2 separate regions of the Mus musculus genome follow, and region 1 is linked to region 2. The links are chromatin contacts, called in public HiChIP or PLAC-seq maps. All regions are on one chromosome and are shown on one strand. Each heading gives the region's core, a stretch centred on a gene start, on an enhancer-like site or on the middle of the called end of the contact. The rest is flanking DNA. Distances are from core to core; before and after follow the strand shown.

Region 1 (2,700 bases), core at 52-2,551, 110 kb before region 2:
TTCTAGTCGTCTGGGATCTGAAGTTGACTGGGTGCAGCTGCAAGCCAGTTAGGGGCTGGCTACTTGAGCGGCCCCCTGAAGTCTGGGCAGGCCCACCTCCACTCTGTGGGTGGCAGCTCTCTGATGGTGGGTGGCACTATCTTTCCTCCTTCTTTCACCAGCCTTTAAGGTCGGGTAGAGTGATGGTTAGAAGGGGAGGGGAGATCTACCCCCATAATCTATAGCGACTGTCACACAGCAAACTACTCCCATTTCATACAGGCGGGTCAGGTGTCGTGCACGATCGATGGCTAGCGCACAATAATTACAGGAACTAGCAGCTTGTGTTGCTTGAGTGACTTTAGGAAGAGTAGGGTCTCAATCTTCCCTCTAATAGGGCTCTGACAGTCTGAGGCGGCAGCAGCTTTGGTGGCTGAGTGTTGGGCTGACAGTGTTGTCATTAAACACCAGGTAGTGTGGAACAACAGAGAACACGGATCTTGCACAGGGGGACAGGGTGGATGACAGCAGTTATTTATCATCACCGAGCTGCCCAAACTCCTCAGACTGCAGTGCGAATGGCTGCTTAGGGTGACTTATGGCTCTGTCTGGGGCTGCTGTTGTGATTTGATAATCTGTAAATGTTTGTCAAAGATGGATTCCTTGTTTCCATGGTGCTGCAATGAAGGCTGATGACAAGCCAGCTGTGGGCTAGGAGATGTGGACAGTCACTTGGCCATGTATACTGGAGGAGACAGAATGGCTTCAGTCAGGAACCTGAGCTGGGTCTGGGACTTGACAGCCAGGAGCCTCTTCCTCTCATAGGGCTGGCTCTTCCTGCTTTTTTCTGTGTTAGGTGAACATAGGTATGTGTGTGTACATATGTGTCACTGTCCTTGTGAAGCTGGGAACTATAAGACCTGTTTCTGCCGCTGCCCGTATGACTACAGTCCTCTGCTGGCAAGAACTTGAGGCATGTTTTTGTACCATTTTGGAATTCTGGCAGTGTCTTTCTAGAGCTAAGGAACTTCCACCTTCATGATGCTTTGCTGCTGTTCCAAAGGGGCCTTCTGGCCATACTGGCCTCGTCCTTAGAGAACAGAGCCGAGGTGCCCCGTTATGCTGCCTGTGCCCACCAGCAGACCCGAGGGCCCGGCTGCTCGTGGCATGTCTTTTCCCTTTTGATTTGCTGGAAACTATCAAGCACAGGAAAAGTAGAGTGATTTATTAGACTCATAAAAATTCATACGCTGTGATTCCAGCCATCCCACATCTGAAGCTTGTTAGAGCATGGTCCCTGGCAGCTCCTGCCGTGCTAGCGTGCCGGCGGGGAGGGTTCACCAGTCGCTTCCTGCCTTAGCTGCCATCCTGCCTTATTTAGAAAAACAGACGGGCAGGCTCTGGAAGCACACGAACGATTCTTTCTCAAAGGAGGGCGGTTGGAAGGGCAGGAATTTTGTTGTGATAATACAGCTGTATTCTGGGCTGTGTCCTTGTGGGTGAGAGCGGGTGGGTGGAGTTCTTTGCGTTAAAGACCTGGGCTGAACCTGGTCAGGTGTTGGAGCACTAAGTATGAGCAGTCTCTGGGGCTAGTTCAGGTTGTCATTACACCTATGTGCAGGCAGGCAGCAATCTGCCTGTAGTCTGTGGGCATAGATGATGACATGGGCATAGGTAGAGGTGTGAACAGATAAAGGAGACCAAGTTCAGGTGGGCAGCCATGATTCTAGCAGTAATCATGGTGAGGATGCAGTGCCTGTAATTACTGTCAGGCTGGTGAGAGTAGGAGTTGAGCCCTATGCGTCTTTTAGAAACTCTATAAAGGCTGCTTAGCCCGGTGCCCCCATGGCCAGAGCTAGACCCATGGCCTGAGCCCCTGTGCTAGGTAGTATAGGCAGGCTGCTCTTAGTTCCTTTAAGTCTTGCTGTCATCTTATCAGTATTTTGAGGGGCTGACATGACCTTCAGTTCTACCATATGAATTACATTGTTTTATGTGAGAGTGTGAGAGGCAGTGAACTTTCTCCTTCTAATGACAGGGATGTCTGACCATCTGACTTTTGCCTCCCTAGATAGTTGAGGTTCTAGGGCACCTGGGAAGCCATGGGGCAGGGTCAGACCTTTAGCTTTTGCTGCTTTGATTTTGCTTCCTCTCACAGCCATTGGTCCCCGCAGCCTGCCAGTGCCCCCAGCTGGGAGGCCAGTGTCATGCATGAGCAGACTGGGATGCGGTGCTCATCAGCACTGATTATTTCTTGTACTCTGAGGGGCCTTGCTGCTGTCTGCCTGGCTGCCGTGACTGAGGGCTAGAGACAACACATATTCCATCCTTGGTGTCTGAAAAAGAAAAGCCGTTAGAACTTCCTAGCTAGGTGTGAAGGACCAGCAGACACGTTTATACTTCTAGTAGGTCAGGTAGGGTCAGGATCCAATGGACACTCTTGGGACTCTGCCAAGGACTGGCCCTTATGTTGTTTGGGTATATAGAGGTGTGAACTGATAGCTGGGAGGAGGAGGGAGAGGAAGCCGTGATAGCTTTATGCACCCATGGTCCAGTGGAGGGAATTATTACTGGGTAGAGTGAATGGGACCTGGTGACATGCCTCAGCTCTCTAGAAGCAGAAGCCATACACTGAAACAGCCAAGCCTGGCTGCATTTTTTTTTTTAATTTACTTTACATCCTGATGGTAGCTTTCTCTCCTTCCTCCTCCTAGCCCCTCC
Region 2 (2,700 bases), core at 32-2,531:
CAGGGTGGGGGAGTCCCACACTATCCACAGGGAGGCTGACCAATGCAACATGCACTTCCTCCACAGGGCACCTGAAAGGCATGGCCACCCTAGGAAGAAGAGTTCCTGGAGAACATGTTGCAGGCTGACTCCGTCTCCCTCCCTCCCTCCTTCCCTCTCTCCAATCTAACCCCTCCCCAGTTTGAGCTAGTCACTGTGGTATCAGGCATGCCTGGTTAGGATGGAGCCCTTGAGGGTTCTGTCCAAGTCCCAGTGCCTTCCTCTCTTCCTCTTCCTCTCCCTCTCCTCCCTCTCCTCCAGGAGACCTGATACACACACACACACACACACACACTGGATAGAATCAGCCAGCAACAAAGTACAATCTGACACCAGGAAGGAAGGTGGGCAAAGAGCCATGGGAACACCCGGGAGTGTTGTGACAGCAGCTTCTGCTTAGCAGCCCCTGGGGATGGGCAGGAGTACCCCAGAGCCTACACACATACTAAGAAACCCAAACACTCACTGACCCCTAGGAAATACCCAGACCGGAGAAGCAGAGAAGGTTAACATAATATCCCTTAGGCAAAGAGCAAACTAGTTTCCACTTCACCCCTGTGTTCCTGGAAGCCCAGGCACCCTCATCTCCAGACTCAGGAGCTTTGGAGGGGATGTATGTTGGGGAAAAGTAGTCAGGCTTCCCCGTGAAGTTCCGAAGGTTTTTGCTGTCTGCTGTCACAATCTAACCACTAATGGACACTGACTCCTACAGCGGGGCACGCAGAAGACACTGTTAGAGAAGGAGGCTTTCTAGACGTCAGAAAAAAACACGTGCTTGCTTGTGGAGGTGAGGGAGTGGGGGTTGTCACCCATCAGAACCAACTTCTTGGTTCTGAGACCCAAGGGGTTCTCTAGCTTCAGGGGAACCATCTAGACCGTGACTGCTCCAGTGTTACTCCCATCGGGCTGGAACACCGGCTCTGGTCTCTCCTTGGGACCTCAGTATCCCCACCTGGCATTCAGGGGAGCGGGTCCCAGGAAGGAAAGGCCGGGAAGGCCGCACTGCACAGCGCGGGGCAGGAGGCTGAAGACCCATATCCCTGCTCAGCCCCCACCTTGCGGATGCTGCCGTCGTCCTGCGGCCGAGAGCTTTCCTCGCCAGTGCCCTGGCCATCTGGCCTCTCCTCAAGGATCATCGCTGCTCGCTCGGACGCTGACTCCGAGAGGCTGCGAGCAGCAGGCCCCTCGCGCTCCAGGGAGGATCAGCCGCGCTGCTCCGACTGTCCCCCTCCTGGAGGGTCCGACTGACCGGTGCGGCAGAGCGCGGGCCCCGCCTGCAAAACTTGATGTTGTCCAATCAGAGGTGAGGGCTACTCCGATGGATAGAAACTACTACCAACCAGAGTGAGAGAAAGGCGGGCTCCAGGTAAGGGATCTGGTAACTCTTAGCAACCAGGGCCGCTCGCCGATCAGGGTACGCATGCGCAACGCTAGGTGTTAGGCGTGCGGAGAAAGTTAGGAAAAGACAAGCAGAACTGGGGGCGGCGACCAAGAGCCGCTGCAGCCTCTGCAGGGACTTCAAGGCTTTATCTCGTCACCCCGGCAACGGGACCCTCCAGGATTGCTCCAAAAATGTTTACAATGGGGTTTTTTAAACGGTTTGTTAGAGACAAGTGCTTGTGCTGATTCTAAAACAATGCCTGCTTTCTTCCCGGCACTAAGAGGCAAAGCGCCGCTGCGGTCCCCTTGCTTCCAGAACCGCCCCCAGAAACCTCGCCTCCGGGACCTGGTTATGCATTTTGTTTCCAGAGCCTACATTCTCCTTGACCTCCTTGTGCTTCCAGAACCGGATCGCCTTCCAGAACCCGAATTGGTTTTAAGAATTGGACTTTTTCCAGAACTCGAGCTCCTTGCAGGGCTTACTCCGAAGCACTTCTCAAATTCATGTGGGCTGGCTCACACTAGATGAGCTGAGAACACAGCCTAGAAATGAGTGGCTAGCCCTTTGTCAAGCTGCTCCAAAGGTCAGCCTCCTCCACGCTGCCCGCCACCCTGGTCACTGCTTGCCCTGACTGAGTCAGCGACTCAGTCTCTACGCCCCATCCCCCTCACACACACCTGGCTCTGTCATCCCCAGATCTAAATTTGCTCGGCTAAGCTCTTGGATGTCCCTGGACAGTGGGCCCCCGCCAGAAATGCTTCTCTCATCTGCCCCGCTAGCCTCTCCAAACTTCCTGGCATTTTTGATCCCAGGGCAGCATTGTCCCCTCCCCTCCCCTCCCCTCCCCTCCCCTCCCCTCCCCTCCCCTCCCCTCCCCTCCCCTCCCCTCCCCTCCCCTCCCCTCCCCTCCCCTCCTTTCTTTCCTTTTCTTTCCTCTAGTATCTTCCTGTGGAGTGTCACCTAATTTCACTTCTTCCTCCACTGACATCCTCATGAGCAGCCTCCTCCATCTCCGGGCTCTTATGCTGCCTAGGTGTGGTCATCACCTTAGAACTAAACAGAGACCACATGTGCTGTCACCTAGCACAGCTGTCACCCTCCTGCATAGGCACCCCTGAATTCAGACTTCTGTGTCTTCAGAATCCTGTGTGCTTAGACTGACATCCACCCAGCAAAGCATGCCTGACTAAAGCAACTGTTTCTCTTAAAGATTTATTTTAATGTGTGTGTGTGTGTGTGTTTCTGCAGATGAGCACTGTGCCTGCAGAGTCCAGAAAAGG

What was found. HiChIP or PLAC-seq counts read pairs in DNA pulled down with a chosen protein or histone mark.
Region 1: an H3K4me3 HiChIP or PLAC-seq map of embryonic limb bud shows a contact between it and region 2, with 2.2 times the contacts expected there. The contact joins the enhancer-like site here to the promoter of Rhpn1 in region 2. A contact is called at or near these places in 6 of 39 promoter capture datasets (3T3-L1-derived adipocytes, the C10 cell line, the HPC-7 cell line and 4 more), 1 of 15 datasets of contacts at CTCF or cohesin (the NIH/3T3 cell line), 24 of 484 Hi-C or Micro-C datasets (the 63-12 cell line, B cells, CD4 T cells and 12 more), 9 of 115 datasets of contacts at active chromatin or transcription factors (embryonic basal ganglia, embryonic limb bud, embryonic stem cells and 5 more) and 4 of 9 other capture datasets (adipose tissue, embryonic stem cells, liver and 1 more).

Annotation. Positions count from the first base shown.
Region 1 is chr15:75,817,367-75,820,066 of GRCm38.p6, reverse strand. The region is part of intron 3 of Zc3h3 (zinc finger CCCH type containing 3); the gene reads left to right. Among named protein-coding and RNA genes, the nearest start is that of Zc3h3, 23 kb to the left of the region's middle. Within about 2 kb of position 1,301, at least 26 of the 459 cell types and tissues checked have an H3K27ac peak or open chromatin away from gene starts, as enhancers often do. A contact at or near this core is called in cerebral cortex, embryonic fibroblasts and embryonic limb bud, where this site is marked.
Region 2 is chr15:75,702,869-75,705,568 of GRCm38.p6, reverse strand. It overlaps Rhpn1 (rhophilin, Rho GTPase binding protein 1), which reads right to left and starts at 1,281. Exons shown (of 15, transcript NM_001163465.1): 1 at 1,095-1,281. The coding sequence starts at 1,175.